2 separate regions of the Zea mays genome follow, and region 2 is linked to region 1. Evidence: chromatin contacts called from public Hi-C data. All regions are on one chromosome and are shown on one strand. Each heading gives the region's core, a stretch centred on a gene start, on an enhancer-like site or on the middle of the called end of the contact. The rest is flanking DNA. Distances are from core to core; before and after follow the strand shown.

Evidence for each region. A called contact is a pair of places that touch in the nucleus more often than the background predicts.
Region 2: a contact with region 1 is called in a Hi-C map of tassel, with 1.9 times the contacts expected there. The contact joins the promoter of LOC100286166 here to the promoter of LOC100193201 in region 1. A contact is called at or near these places in 2 of 25 Hi-C or Micro-C datasets (leaf and tassel).

Annotation. Positions count from the first base shown.
Region 1 is chr8:165,282,929-165,289,882 of Zm-B73-REFERENCE-NAM-5.0, forward strand. LOC100193201 (heterogeneous nuclear ribonucleoprotein 27C) reads left to right here and starts at 4,261. Exons shown (of 14, transcript NM_001138355.1): 1 at 4,261-4,423; 2 at 5,306-5,511; 3 at 5,602-5,691; 4 at 6,116-6,181; 5 at 6,338-6,403; 6 at 6,527-6,615; 7 at 6,705-6,750. The coding sequence starts at 5,494.
Region 2 is chr8:165,593,749-165,600,702 of Zm-B73-REFERENCE-NAM-5.0, forward strand. It overlaps LOC100286166, which reads right to left and starts at 3,871. Exons shown (of 9, transcript NM_001372394.1): 1 at 3,504-3,871; 2 at 2,518-2,600; 3 at 403-454; 4 at 145-270; 5 at 1-53. The coding sequence starts at 3,723. LOC103636309 (photosystem II reaction center PSB28 protein, chloroplastic-like) reads right to left here and starts at 6,458. Exons shown (of 2, transcript NM_001322110.1): 1 at 6,152-6,458; 2 at 5,452-6,042. The coding sequence starts at 6,236. The coding sequence ends at 5,579.

The sequences.
Region 1 (6,954 bases), core at 3,011-5,510:
GACTGCAAAAGGCTGGAACATTTTTTTGCTTCCATAATAAAAATGAACATTAGATGTCCTAGTAATGAAACATCTAGGCCCTATGTATGGTAGCGTTTGATAGTTCTAAAGTAGGTCAATTCATATCTTGAGCAGATGCAACAATCTCAGGTCTAAGGACATAGCATATATGTCGCAAGAGAGAACTATATTACAAAATCTCACATTGGATCAATCCAGCCTCATGTCATATATGCGTCGACATTATTAGTTTGACATCTTTGTGTTCATGACTTGTGAAACATAGTCATCAACTAATACATATGATAGTCAGCAACGCTATGGACATCTTTTAGAATAATCATACAAGTAAAGAGTCTCACAAACAATTCACATAATTGCAATTAATACAAGATGTCTTTCATGGATATTCAATAAACAATATATTGTGGTTACAAAAAAATATGATCACCTCTAGGGCATATTTCTAACAGTCTCCCACTTTTACTATGGTTAATCTAGAAGATATATAATACTTATATCTCTCATATGTGACTCATGCTTAGGCTGTGGAGGAGGTTTTTTCAAAGAATCAACAACATTTAAATCCGTATGTATCTTGCATATCTTGATCTCACCCTTTATAACAAACTCTCGAATGAGGTGAAACTTCCGCAATACTTGTTTGTTTTTCTAGTGATTCTGTAGCTCTTTTGCTTGTGCAATTGCCCCATATTTGTCACAGTAGAGATTCAATAGGCTGAAGGCATTTGGAAACACACAAAGTTCATTGAGGAACTTCCTTATCCAAACACCTTCCTTCGCAGATTCAGAAGTTGTGATGTACTTAGCTTCTGTTATGGAGTCAACCACAATCTCTTTCTTGGAACTTTTCCAACTAACAACACCACTATTTACCGTGAATAAAAATCCTGATTGCAAATTTGAATTGTTTGGATCAATTTGGAAGCTAGCAATGGTGTAACCATTTACAAAGAGCTCATCCTCACCTCCATAGACTAGGAACATACCTTTAGTCCTTCTAAAGCACTTAATATCATTTTTCACCATTGTCCAATGACTCTCACCTAGATCAGTTTGATGCCTACTCGCAACACTTAGAGCATATGAAACATCTGGACGTGTACTTATCATGGCGTACATGGTAGATCCAATTACCGAAGCATACGAAACCTTACTCATGCGCTCCCACTCATCAGTCGTCAAAGGACGCTGAGTCTTACTGAGGTGTACACCACGTGACATAGGCAAGAACTTTTTCTTGGACTATTCTAAACTGTTTCAACACCTTGCCAATGTAAGTATCTTGACTCAAACTTGTAAGCCTTTTTGATCTATCTCTATAGATATTTATGCCTAGAATATATGCTACTTCCCCTAAATTCTTCATAGAAAACTGTTTTTCAGTGAAGTCTTCACGGATTCCAGCAAAGGAATGTTATTTCCAATCAATAATATGGCATCTACATACAAGATTAGGAAAGTAACAGTGCTCCCACTTTCTTTCTTGTAAACACAAGCTTCTTCTTCATTTTGATAAAAACCAAATCCTTTGACTACTTCATCAAAACGAATATTCCAACTCAGAGATGCTTGCTTCAACCCATAAATGGAGTTACGAAGTTTCTAAATCTGAAGCCCATTAGAACTCCTATACCAGGTCTAATCTGGATCCTTATCTGACCTCATCCAATTCGGATCCTTATAGATTCACGTACATATAGACATGGGCTGAGTACTACTCAACCCAATAGTTGACAGCGGCCTCTAGCAAGACGTGTCAACTCCCATGCACACGTAAGTATCATATCAGACGGGTCATCACAACATTATGTACATGTTATTCACTTTGTCTCATGATATTTGGTCTAGCTCTAAGTCAACCTCTCTTTCTCGATGTTGTGACTCGAAATCCTTTTATGGGTTAACACTTAACCCTAGCACGACCATGTATTTCTTGATCCGATCACTCGAGGGGTCTAGAGATATCTCCCTCAAGCTGAGAGGGACAAATTCCATCTTGATCGATCATGCCTCACAACATGCTTTTCGATAAACCCAAAACCATCTTTATGACTACCCAATTATGGAATAGCGTTCGATAGTTCTAAAGTAGATCAATTCACATCTTGAGCACATGCGACAATCTTAGGTCTAAGAACTTAGCATACATGTCGCAAGAGAGAACTATATTACAAAATCTCACATTGGTCAGTCTAGCATGGCATCATACATGTGCCCACATTATTAGTTTGACATCTCCATGTCTATGACTTGTGAAACATAGTCATCAACTAATACATGTGATAGTCATGAACTCTGACTATGGAATTTTTTTAGAATAACCATACAAGTAAAGAGTTTCACAAACAATTCACATAATTGTCAATCATTACAAGATGACTTTCATGGATATTCAATAAACAATATATTGTGGATACAAAGAAATATGATCATCTCTATGATTACCTCTAGGGCATATTTCTAACACGGAGCATCTAAAACAGCTTCACTTCACTAGCTCCACCAATTTTTTTGCCAAACACATTCAATATATTTTGAAGATGGTGGGGTGGAGCTGATGAAGTTGGAACTAATTTATCTCTCCTCTAAACACGCCTTGAGTCACGCACGTCTTCACCTTGGGCTTCCGCCCGCTTGACTCCGACCCCACGCAGTTTGTCCTCACCCTGTGGTTCTTCCACTTCGCCTACAAGGCACAGACAAGGGCTCGTGGACGACGCCAACGGGAGCAACAATGTGTGCTGTGGTCGATCACCACCCAGGGCGACGCCGGGGAGGAGCAGAGGAGGATAATGTCCCCCTAATACTCTCCTAATTATATAAGAGCCACTAATTCTATCAGCCAACCACCATATAAATAATGTAAAATACCTCTCAACAGCTCCTCTCAATTTGATTTGTCCCTTCTATACTTAAATCCTGACTTCACCCCTGTCACCACCCATGAACTCCACCGTGACAGAGGGAGCACAACACCGTGCATCGTGGGCCATTCTTGCTCATGGGTCGGGTCTTTTGCATGTACATTTTGATCTACTAGCCACTTTTAACGAGTACACACAGTTAACGTCACAATAAAAAAACTACTCCATCCGTTCATTAATATATGGCATCGTTGACTTTTAAAAAAACTTTAAATACTCTTATTATTAAAAAAATAATGAGTTATCATCTTTTTGTGATTTGTTTTATCACTTAAGGTAGTTTGTGCTTGACTTAAAATTTTATATTTTAAATAAATATTTTGAATAAGACGAGTGGTCAAAGTTTTCGAAAAAAATCGACAGTGTCATATATTTGTGACCGGAGGCAGTAGTAGTCAACTACCCTATCCCGTGCCGCCATTTGGTTGACTGCTGCTGCTAGCCCAGCTGACAACCAGCTATCGCCCCCACCACGTGTTCTCTCGGTCCCTACAAGCGACGACGCAGAGTGGCGATCATGGGCCATATCTGTCGCAACGACTTATTCTTGCCTCACGAACGGTAAAAAAAAACTATGGACGTGTTTTGCATGGTTTCAGAGCAAAACTCTAAGAAATGGTTGACCAGAGCCTGTCAAACGCCCTAACTCGAGAGTTGCAAACTCCATAGAGTTTTAAGAGATGTAGTAAATTTTTTTTGGAGTAATTCTTTTGATCCTCCGAAATCTTTCAAAACAAATTAGACATAGAGTTTGAATTTATTTACTCACCACTGCCACTAGTTATAAGAAAGCAATCTAAACTCTGGAATAGAGCTACTTCATCCATAGTTTTGAAGTAGAGTTGCTCTAGAATAAAACAGAGCCATGCTAATTGCTAAATAGAGTTGCTCTAGAATAAAGGAGAGCCATGCTAAATACATCGTGACTGTTTTTTTTCAGCTTCCAGGTTTTTACATTATAAGAAGGGAAATTTGGATCCATACCATTAAAAGATCACCACTTTGGATCCATACCATTACTATCTCACTTACATGTGGGTCCACATGAGTCAATGACATGTGGGGTCCATGGTATATATCTAAAGTTTGGATCTTTTAATGGTATAGATCCAATTGTTGCTTATAAGAAGCGGAGCTAGCGAGAAGGTCAAAATTCTTTGTAGCCGAAACAAAATATTGCCCGAATGTCCACCCTGGTACAAGCAGAACCGGCCTTAATGGGCCGCCAGGGCCAGCAAGAGCCCATCTACGTCCACGACTGAGAGGGGCGTCGTCGGATGGAGCAACGGTGCTTTGCACGGCTCTGAGTCCCTGACGACCTCGTTCCCCTCCGCTGTCTCGCCTCTCCCTTGGTTCCTCGCGGCGACGACTGGGCGAGCGCCTCCTCCCCTCCCTCACTCCCTCCGTGAGCTCCTCGCCGGCGGCGCGCGCCGCCGCCCGTCGCCACGTCTTCTCCGCTGACGTGGGCTCACCAGGTACGCCACTGCCCCTCTCCGGGCCTTCCCGTCCCGCTGCGCGGAATCGAACACCCCAAACCCTAATGCATTATCTATACTCGGATCTGGCCCAGTTGCGAGTGCACGCATGGTGTCTGCTAACTTCCAGTTTTCGGAAAGTTATCCGGTGTATACATGTCCTATGCTGGTTCCGCCCTTTCGGACAGCATGGTTATGGTACTGGCACGGTTAATTTTCGGGGGGGGGGGGGGGGGGGGGGGATTCTGGGTCTCAATTCCATTTCCATCCCCCATGCCAAGGCCGCCGTGACTCGTGTTGTTGGCTCCTGGCACAGGGGACTCATCTGGAATCGAGATTTTTGCCCCGGGGGCATAATTTCTGGAAACTAAATTGTGTTCGGTGTGAGAGCTATGTGCTTAGCTTTCTCCTGAGAGGTAAAATTGGACTTTGGCGTGGGCCCAAAATGGAGGCACTGCAGAACATGACACTGTATGGCGGTAACCCACTTGACTTTTTGGATAACTAGCATTCTACCTCACTGGAGCTAGATAGATAGATAGGTCCGGGTGCCAGGCAATCCAATGTTTCTGCGTCAGAGCATTCTATATTTCGTTGATAAATCAATATTGCTGAGCCGCTGTAATGTTCTTTCCTTTTCATCATGATTTTGTTGCCATCTTTTATGATGTACTTAGTTAACCACTCTTCAGTAGCGTTTATGTTATATTATTTAATTATTGTTGTGAGATGTCCTATTTGGTATTTTTTTGGTTATATTTCCAGCTGCCTAGCGCAGATACACATCCTACTTATCCAGTTATTGGAATCTTATGTTGCCATTGGCTGGTTATCTGGCCGTGAGACACTTTTAGTCTTTTACCAAACCATACCAACTTTCAGATCCAATGAAGGCTGCCAACTTGACGCAAGGTGTTCAAGAAATTTAAACCATGCACTCTTCATCGTAGGTTCAAGGCAATATCTGTGTTAATCTTGGGGACCTTCAGTAGATTGCTGAGAGTTCTCCTTGATACAGGGGAATAAAGATCCAAATAAGTTTTTGACATTGATCTGTAGCCAGTACTGCAATGGCTACGAAGCTTGTGGTAATTTACCAACCCTTCTTTCCTTTGTAAGATTCTATACATGAATGTCACGCTCGAGGGATAATGAGGATGCACAATTAATGCACCTAGGTTCTCGGTATCCCCTGGGATGTTGACACTGAAGGGTTACGAGAGTACATGGCCAAGTTTGGACCCCTAGACGATTGTGTCGTCATGAAGGTTTGCCATAATTCACATTTAGATTGAATGGCAGGTGCTATACTGTTTATGTTTTCTTACCCTTAGTTTTGTGCCATTACAATTCCTGAAGTACTTGTCCTTATATTCCAATAATTTTGAAAAGTATTGATTGTTTATTTTCTCCAAGAATAGTTTGCTTATGAATAGAAAATTATGTGTGGCCATATGCCTGTGTCCTCTTAGCTATTTTTTATCTTGTATTTTTTGACTGGCTTGAAATTTACTATTTTATTTTTAATATTTGTGCTGTTCAATTACAGTTAATTCCTAGTTCATTTTTGTACACAGGCATGCAATATTAGCCATTTTTGTATGTTCATCTGCTGCTTGCACTATTTGATCACTATATATGCTGATTGAGATGTTTATTTATGACCATATTTCTTGCATATAAAAATAATAGGAGCGGTCTTCTGGGCGATCTCGCGGGTTTGGCTATGTAACATTCGCCTCAGCTGACGATGCAAAGGTAGTAGAATAATGAAGATAATCCTTCATTTTCTCCACGCATGCTGTTGCATAATAAATTATTTGTGTCATTCAATCTTTAACTGGAATCCATATGCAGCTGTTTTATGGTGCCCATTTCAAATGAGTTTTCTGAATCACTGCATTATCCTTTCAGAATGTTCTTGATTGCGAGCATGTTCTTGGGAGCCGTACATTAGAAGTGAAGGTAGCTACTCCAAAGGTAAATAACATACAAAAGGTTACCTTTTCTTTCTGGTAATTTTCATATTGTGTACCATAGATAAGTGTCCAGATATATTTGCCTATTTGGTATTGATTATGGTGTAAATTTCTCTTAACACAGGAAGAAATGAAATCACAAGGATCAAAGAAAGCTACAAGGATATTCGTTGCTCGAATTCCGCAATCGGTGGATGAGTCGATGTTTCGTAGGTCAGTTAGAGCATTTATACTTTTTTTCATTATCTATATCCTTATTGATTTGTATCGAGCTTGTCTAAACTGGACTACTTTATTAACAGACATTTTGAAGCTTTTGGGGAAATTCTTGATCTTTACATGCCAAAGGTTAGAAAAAAACTAAAACTGGTTTTGTATGGAAGATTGCATCTGTACCCTTCAAATAGCAGTAGTACTCATAATGATTCTATGCTAGTTGATCTCTTCCATGTTATGATCCTAGATCATAGGGGTAACCACCAACATGAAGATAGGCAGATAGCCGGGCGGAGTCAGCTTCTAGGGAGACTAGACTATTGGGATTAATTCTTC
Region 2 (6,954 bases), core at 2,621-5,120, 310 kb after region 1:
AATAGCTGCCAATGCTTGATCTTTTGTTTGATATTTAATGAAGGCACAGCCAGCTGCAAAGAGCAAAGTTAACTAACAATATACACTTGAGGCAATGCTTATCATTCCATTCATAAGGAAAGCAACTTCTTTGCAGGATATTACCTTTGTTTGTTTGTTGTGAACCTCTCAAAATTTGCAAATCCGTGACATTCCCATATTTGGAAAACAAATCAGTCAACTCAGTGTCTGTAACATTTTTCGGAAGCATTCCAATGAAAAGCTTATGTTCTGAAAGTCATGACAAGTATAAATGAGTGCAGTGTTTGGATATCAGTAAAAAACAGGTAACAATGTCCTGAGCAAATATCCCCATACAAAATTGCTGGCAAAGAGAAAGTTCTACTTAAACAATAATCATACCAAGCCTCTCCAACTCCCCATCAGCATATTTTACTTGCAAAGGACTTGATGCCTGAGTTAAAGAGAAACATACAAGAGTGTAATCAGACTGTCAAAGCAGAGACAATTGTACAAGATCTGTATTTGATGAGTGTCATAGAAAAGTGTCACCCATATCACCATATCCAAACAAGGCATCAAAGTGTAGCTAACTGGTTATATGACTAAAAAAATCTCTACTATAAACCAGTTTCCACTGGTCCACCGTCGTCGTGCGTCACGCGCGAAGCGTGTATGTCTGTTTCTCCATTCGTGTGTCACCCCCTTCCTTCCCGCCTTTGGCAAAAATAAGGCAAAATTATGCATAAATATGGGGTTTAAACCATGGTTGTTGGCTCCACATTAACACCCACACCTAGCCAACAGAAAAAACGTATTTTTGTTTTATATTCTATAGGAAAAAATAATAAAACCAGTCTGTACTGGGCCTAGCCTGCCATGTCGCACCTAAGGCCCAGACACAACACGATGATCGAGCCAGGCTGTCATGGGCCGAGTGGACAACGGGACGGGCCGTGCTCGAACCGGGCGAAACAAGGTCTAACTATGTGATATATAAACCGTAGCAATGCACGTACATCTAATTAGTATTAGTAATGAGCAAGTGTCTCGGACTCTCAATGGCTCAAAAAGTCCATGTTTGCCTACTACAAGCATTTCAAACTTTGTCCAAGATCAGGATATATACGTCTCTAACTACCAAGACTTGACAGCATGCTTTGTATCACCATCCTCATTTGGTGAATGTACTTTTGCCTCTGTTAGTGCTAGTCACATTGAAACGATGCAGTGTTACTTCATATCTGAACAAAAAACGCGTCTTAGCATGATTGAGAATCATGAACTAATTGGGTTTAATAGGTTCGTCTTATCGTTTAGTCCTCGCCTGTATAATTAGTTTTGTAATTAGACTATATTTAATACTTCTAACTAGCATCCATGCATCCGATGTGATAGGGACTAAAATTTAGCCCCGGGAACCAAACACCGATGTTTTGACTAGTTTCTGTCGATAGATGCTACATAGGATTATACTGCAGAGGACTGAGAAAAGAACTTCCACTTGAATCATTTCTATTAATTGGCACAAAAATTGCAGCTAAAATATTAATAGCCCCATGTAGGTATAAGCTACTTCAACATGTTATATAAATATTTCCACATTTGGCAGGACCATGAACTGAAATCTCTATAGTTTCTCCTATCCTACATAAGACCAACTCATTCTGCAGCTTACAAGTTACAGTGTTGGAAACCGTAGACATTATATGTTTGTACAAATGAAGCTAAACTGACTAGCTTTGATAAACACAATAATATGATGTATTTTACATCGCATTCATAATCCATGTCTGTAATGGTCCTCCAGTTTATTCTAATCTAAGTAACAGAGAAAAGATTTAGCCAACCTAAAGGCTACTGATGAAGGGCTGTTGTATTACGTTTGCATATACTTTGTCTACTTAGCTTGTTCTTAAAAGCACTACTACGTATCTGCATTAGAAAACAGATTCCGAGCAACTTCATTCAGCAAGAACTCATTCAAAATAAGTTAAAGTGCATATTCCTCTTTTTGGAGTACAAAAGAAAGAAGAAGAAAAAAGAAACGATTGCCACTGGGCTTGACACTGCTAGGATGTATCCTTGAGATCAGAAATGAAACACTCCCCATAGAAGTCAAGCACTGAAACAATGGGACAAGAACTGAGAATGGCTTCGCACCTTGCAATCATTTGCGCGCACACCTTGACAAACCATTAGTGGTTAGAACTTGGAGCCCAAAATTTTTAAATAAATCTAATTCCAAAATTTGAACCAACCACCAAAGTCGCAGTCACTAAATTCAGTTTCTCTGTAGTGGCCCACCAAAGACTCACCTAATCCCACCGGACAGCTAAAAGCAAACATTAGCTGACAATGTGGCCCCTGCCAACCAGATTATGGGATACTTTCATAATTAGCGACCCAGAAAGGAGCTAAAGGTGCTACAGTTGGTTCAGTTACTGATAATTCCACCTAGGCTGTTGGCAAGAAGGAACCTGCTACCAGAACAAGGTTAGTAGTATGCTCGCATACCCCAGAGAGCGTTTGCTTGTTGTGGTAGGCATTCACCGCCTTGTCAGCTTCCTCCCTTGAGGGGCATATGACGAAGCAGCACCCTGCATTATGTTCCAGAGCATGTAAAACTGAGGTGAAATAGAGAAGCAGATGGGCAAAATGACGGAAAAACGGTCAGGTTAAGAGCAGAACAAGCCAAGGAGATAGCCTAGAAGTGGGAAACTATAGCATGCCAATGTGCGAAGTAACAAAAAAATAGGTTTCAGGCGAAACATGGTAGCTTTTCTAATTCTTTTTTTATGGGAAAGGCTTTTCTAATTCTAGTTATGCAGAAACGCCAACGCAAACCAAGCAGCAAAATATAGCACACAGACTGTATGCCATTATGGCACGTTTAAGCCTGCATTGCTCGAAATCGAAAACAAGCTGAAGCCACAGCCGAGACGCATTGAAGCTCGTGCCTGTGAAACTTTATCGAACTTACCTAGATTTATAGAAAATATTAATAAAAATTTATATCTTTAAATAGATTTATTTTTTAAAAAAAATAGGTTACAAAATGAAAATATAGAGGGAGCGGACAGAATACGGTTTTAAAAAAAACAGACACGGAAATGGAAGAGATTCAAAACGCGCAATGGAGCAAATACGTACACTAGGAAGGTAACGCAATTCAGGCCAAGCAAAACAAAAACTCGAATCCATGCTGAAACCCAAGCAACCAGAGGACTCGACGCGAGATCTCCCCGCAGCATTGCAGCAAAATCGATCCCACACAGGCGGGGGGGGGGGGGGGGGGGGGGGGGGGATCCAAGCAAGCAAAAAAAAAACGCTACGAAAATTTCTAGCCCAGAAAGCTCAGATTTCTCCGACCGGCGGGCGGCATTGCATGCTCGCAAACCCGAGCGGTGGAGCTCACGGCGCGGCATTGCGGCGAAGCGAGCGGCGGGGAAGGGGAGAGGGGCGGCGAGGCCAGATCCGGGGGGCCAGGCAGATCCGCGCACCTCGGGAGACCTTGGTGGCCTTGTCCTTGATGACGGTGACCTCGTCGACGGCGGCTACCTCGCGGAACAAGGCGAGCAGGTCGGCCTCGGCCATGTGCTTGGGCACCTGGCCCACGAAGAGCTTGACGGTCCTCTCCTCGCCGCCCTCCTTGGCTCCTCCGCCTCCTGCCTCCGCCGCGGCCGCAGACGCCGCCGCGGCCTTGCCCCCGTCCTCCGCCATTGGACGCTCTGCCTCCCGCCGCTAGTGTTTCCGCCGGCCGGACCGGAGGATTGCTCGCCGCCGCCGCCGCCGCCGCTACGGGGGGGTTGGGTCGCCTCGTCACGAGCTGTGGGCGGTTGCGCTGCCAATTGTTTTTTTGGGTTTAGGTTGTGGTGGAAGAGGCGATGGAGTTGAAGGCGTCGGAAGCGGAGCAGTTTAACTAATAATAATTGCCTAGTGGATATGCATGCCTGCAGTTGGACTGGACACTCCCCTCCCCTCCCCTCCAGCCTCCACCCTACTTGCTGCAATGATGACTTGACTCCTTGAGCCTCCTTCCCAGCTCACTTTTCTCTTCTCTCCCTTGCCAATGGTGTGTCAGTGTCTTTCCTTCCTACTCAGTATTAGCTAGCTGCAACATGCATGGTTTTTTTGCCCCCTTCATGATTGATATATTCGTCGTCAGAAAAGAAGAAAAAAATGTGTGTTTTATTAAACACAGTCACACAGATGTGTGTATTCTTTGCAGGTTAATAACACAGCTTTGTTTGTTCTTATTATTATTAGTTACAACAGCAGTAGGTGGCAATGGCAAACAAGAACCTGGGTTCCACCGCGGTCTGGCAGATGGTAACAAAGGGAGGCACTGGACCCAAGGCAAGGAATGAAGGGGAAGGGCGGACAAGACCGCATGCGGAGATGAGAGGAAAGGGTGAGGCAACAAGAGCAAGAGACGAGACAGAACCCTCGCTGTCCATCCTCCCACGACAGAGATGGCATGTCTGCCCCTCCAAGCTCCAACTCCATCCAGCGAGCTGGACCTGGAGGAGACTGGACCCAGAGAGGGACATCATCAGACCAGACCAGAACAGGCGTGGGACCGTGGGTGCCGTTGCCTTGCCTTCATCACATGGTTACATACAAAGAAAGAAGATGTGGATGCTCGATGCCCAGCCAGCTAATAAACTTTCTTAAAGTCTATAATATCTACATCTTATCAATAGGCTTTCTGTAAAAATATATTTTATTTTAATCTAATACTCCATCCGTATCAAAATAAATTTCGTTTTAAGTCAACGGTGAATTCATCAAAGACTTGAGGGATGTATTTTACATATGTGTCTAGATTTATCCTCGTTCGCTTGAATATATAGTCATTTGATGAAAAAGGAGAGGGGGGATCGAGACAGGCGGGATATATATAACGAACATAGGAGGATATGGAGGGCGCTGCGGGGCCAGCTAGAAAAAGGTCGGGGATTTAGACCCTGGATGGCTTTGCTTGATCTGCTTTTCGATGATGCCATTGGTCGTGTAATTAATAGACAGTATGGCAGACGGTTCGCGGCATGCAGTAATGCAAAGCTTCTTCTCTCATGATGCTTCGGTCTTTATCAGAAGCTAGTAGCTGGTATAGCAGATCCGTACGATTGATGGATTGGTACTTGCTCATCCTCGATACCTTGGGACAGTTGTAGTGAGAAATAACACAAAACGGCCCAAATTCATCGATAGATCGATTTAGGGTGTTCGAATTTCGATACCCTTCCTTGTTCCTTCACACAGACACAGTGACACAGCGCACGCCACATGCTTTGTGTCATGCCAAGGCCAAGGCTCTAACGGGACGGTACAACTGCCACGGACAATGAACAGGGAGGAGGGGTTGCATGTGGCCAGCCTGTGTGCGAGCAATCAGAGGATGCACAATACTTGTCAGACTGTACGATTAGTCCTCTTCCAATCCGGCCGTTAATCCAAAAGCATTCCAACTCACACAGGGGCGCAGAGGAGAAAGAGACAGACAGGCAGCGAGAGAGAGAGAGCTCAAAGCAGGCAGGCAGGCAGGCTCGTCGGGCTCATGAGTTGCTTTCATTCAGTTCCTGACGAACTGGAGGCCGTTGGCCCGGGAGTACCGCTCCATGAAGCGCATGAAGCGGTCCCACTCCTGAGGCGTGCGCATCACGTACTTGGCCTCGATCCGCGCCGGCTTGCCGTTCACGAACTTGGCGCTCACGTCCACGGACTGCAGCACGCCCTCGTCGTCCACCATGTAAAAGCCCGTGATGTCGCCCAGCTCCGCCGACGAGTCGAACACCGACGGACGCTCGAACGCGAAGACGGCCACGCCGTTGGTGCCGTCGCGGGACTTGGTCAGCCGCACGTCCGGGACCGTCTGCTCGTCCGTGCCCTGGATGAACTGGATCGCAGGCCGGCCCGCCATCGCCACCACCTGCGCCCGCCGCCATCGCCCAGGGCACTGAACCGACGATACGCCGTGGAACAACGACTGCAGGTGCAGGCTCAAGTTCTGCTGTTGATGCTGCTGGCTAGGGACACCTGAACGAATGAACCACCATAGTAGAGTACAGAGACAGTATTATGGGGAACTTGACGGAACACATGCACATATTTGATTTGTTTCCCTGCTTGGTGCGAGATAGTATACCTGCGACGTGGTACCGACGGGGATGCTGTGCTGCCCGTGCCGACACCGGCGAGGCGACAGCAAGAGCCTTCATCACTGCGGCCATCCCTAGCTAGGGGTGGTCTCTGTGACTCTCGAGTGAGAGGCAGGCAGCTAGCTGTCCGGGGAAGCTGCAGCCAGAAAGGGAGCGCTGGTGTGGTGTCTGGGAGGAGGTGGAGGACGGGTGAAATGCAGAGGGGAGCAGCGGGTTTGAGTGGTGCAGAGTGGGACGAGATACTACGATAGTGATTGGGTGGCGGTGTGTTCAAAAGACAGCCATCCATCATCCAGATTCCAGAGGGATTCTATTGCAGGCAGGCCCTATCTTCTTCTCCTCCTCCTCCTCCTCCTCCCGATGACAATTGACAACTGCTTGCTTCTGCTCTCCGGTTTCGCATATTTGCACGTATGCTCCTGTTTCTTGGTGGGCCCACCGCCCTTCCTTTTCTTCTCCTCACACATCTCAGCCTGTCTTCTTCCTTTCCTTGGATCATGAGAAGGCATGCATGCAGTTGTGGCTGTGTGGTGCCCTCGTGGCCCATGGAGGCACCAGGAATGACAACCGGCGCTTGAGCGGCCAGCAGCTTTGGCGGGGGTAACTCGCAAGCAGTATCGGCTGCCAGCAGTTCCTATATTATCTGCAGCCGCCGCCCAAAGGCCGTCTCCGTTCCTCTCTGCCCTTCATCTTCTTCGCCCAAACACCATCCAGCTGCCCAGCACACCATGTTGGAGGAAGGCACCCTTTATAAAATTACCATGTTCTGGCAGTAATTTTCAATTAGTGA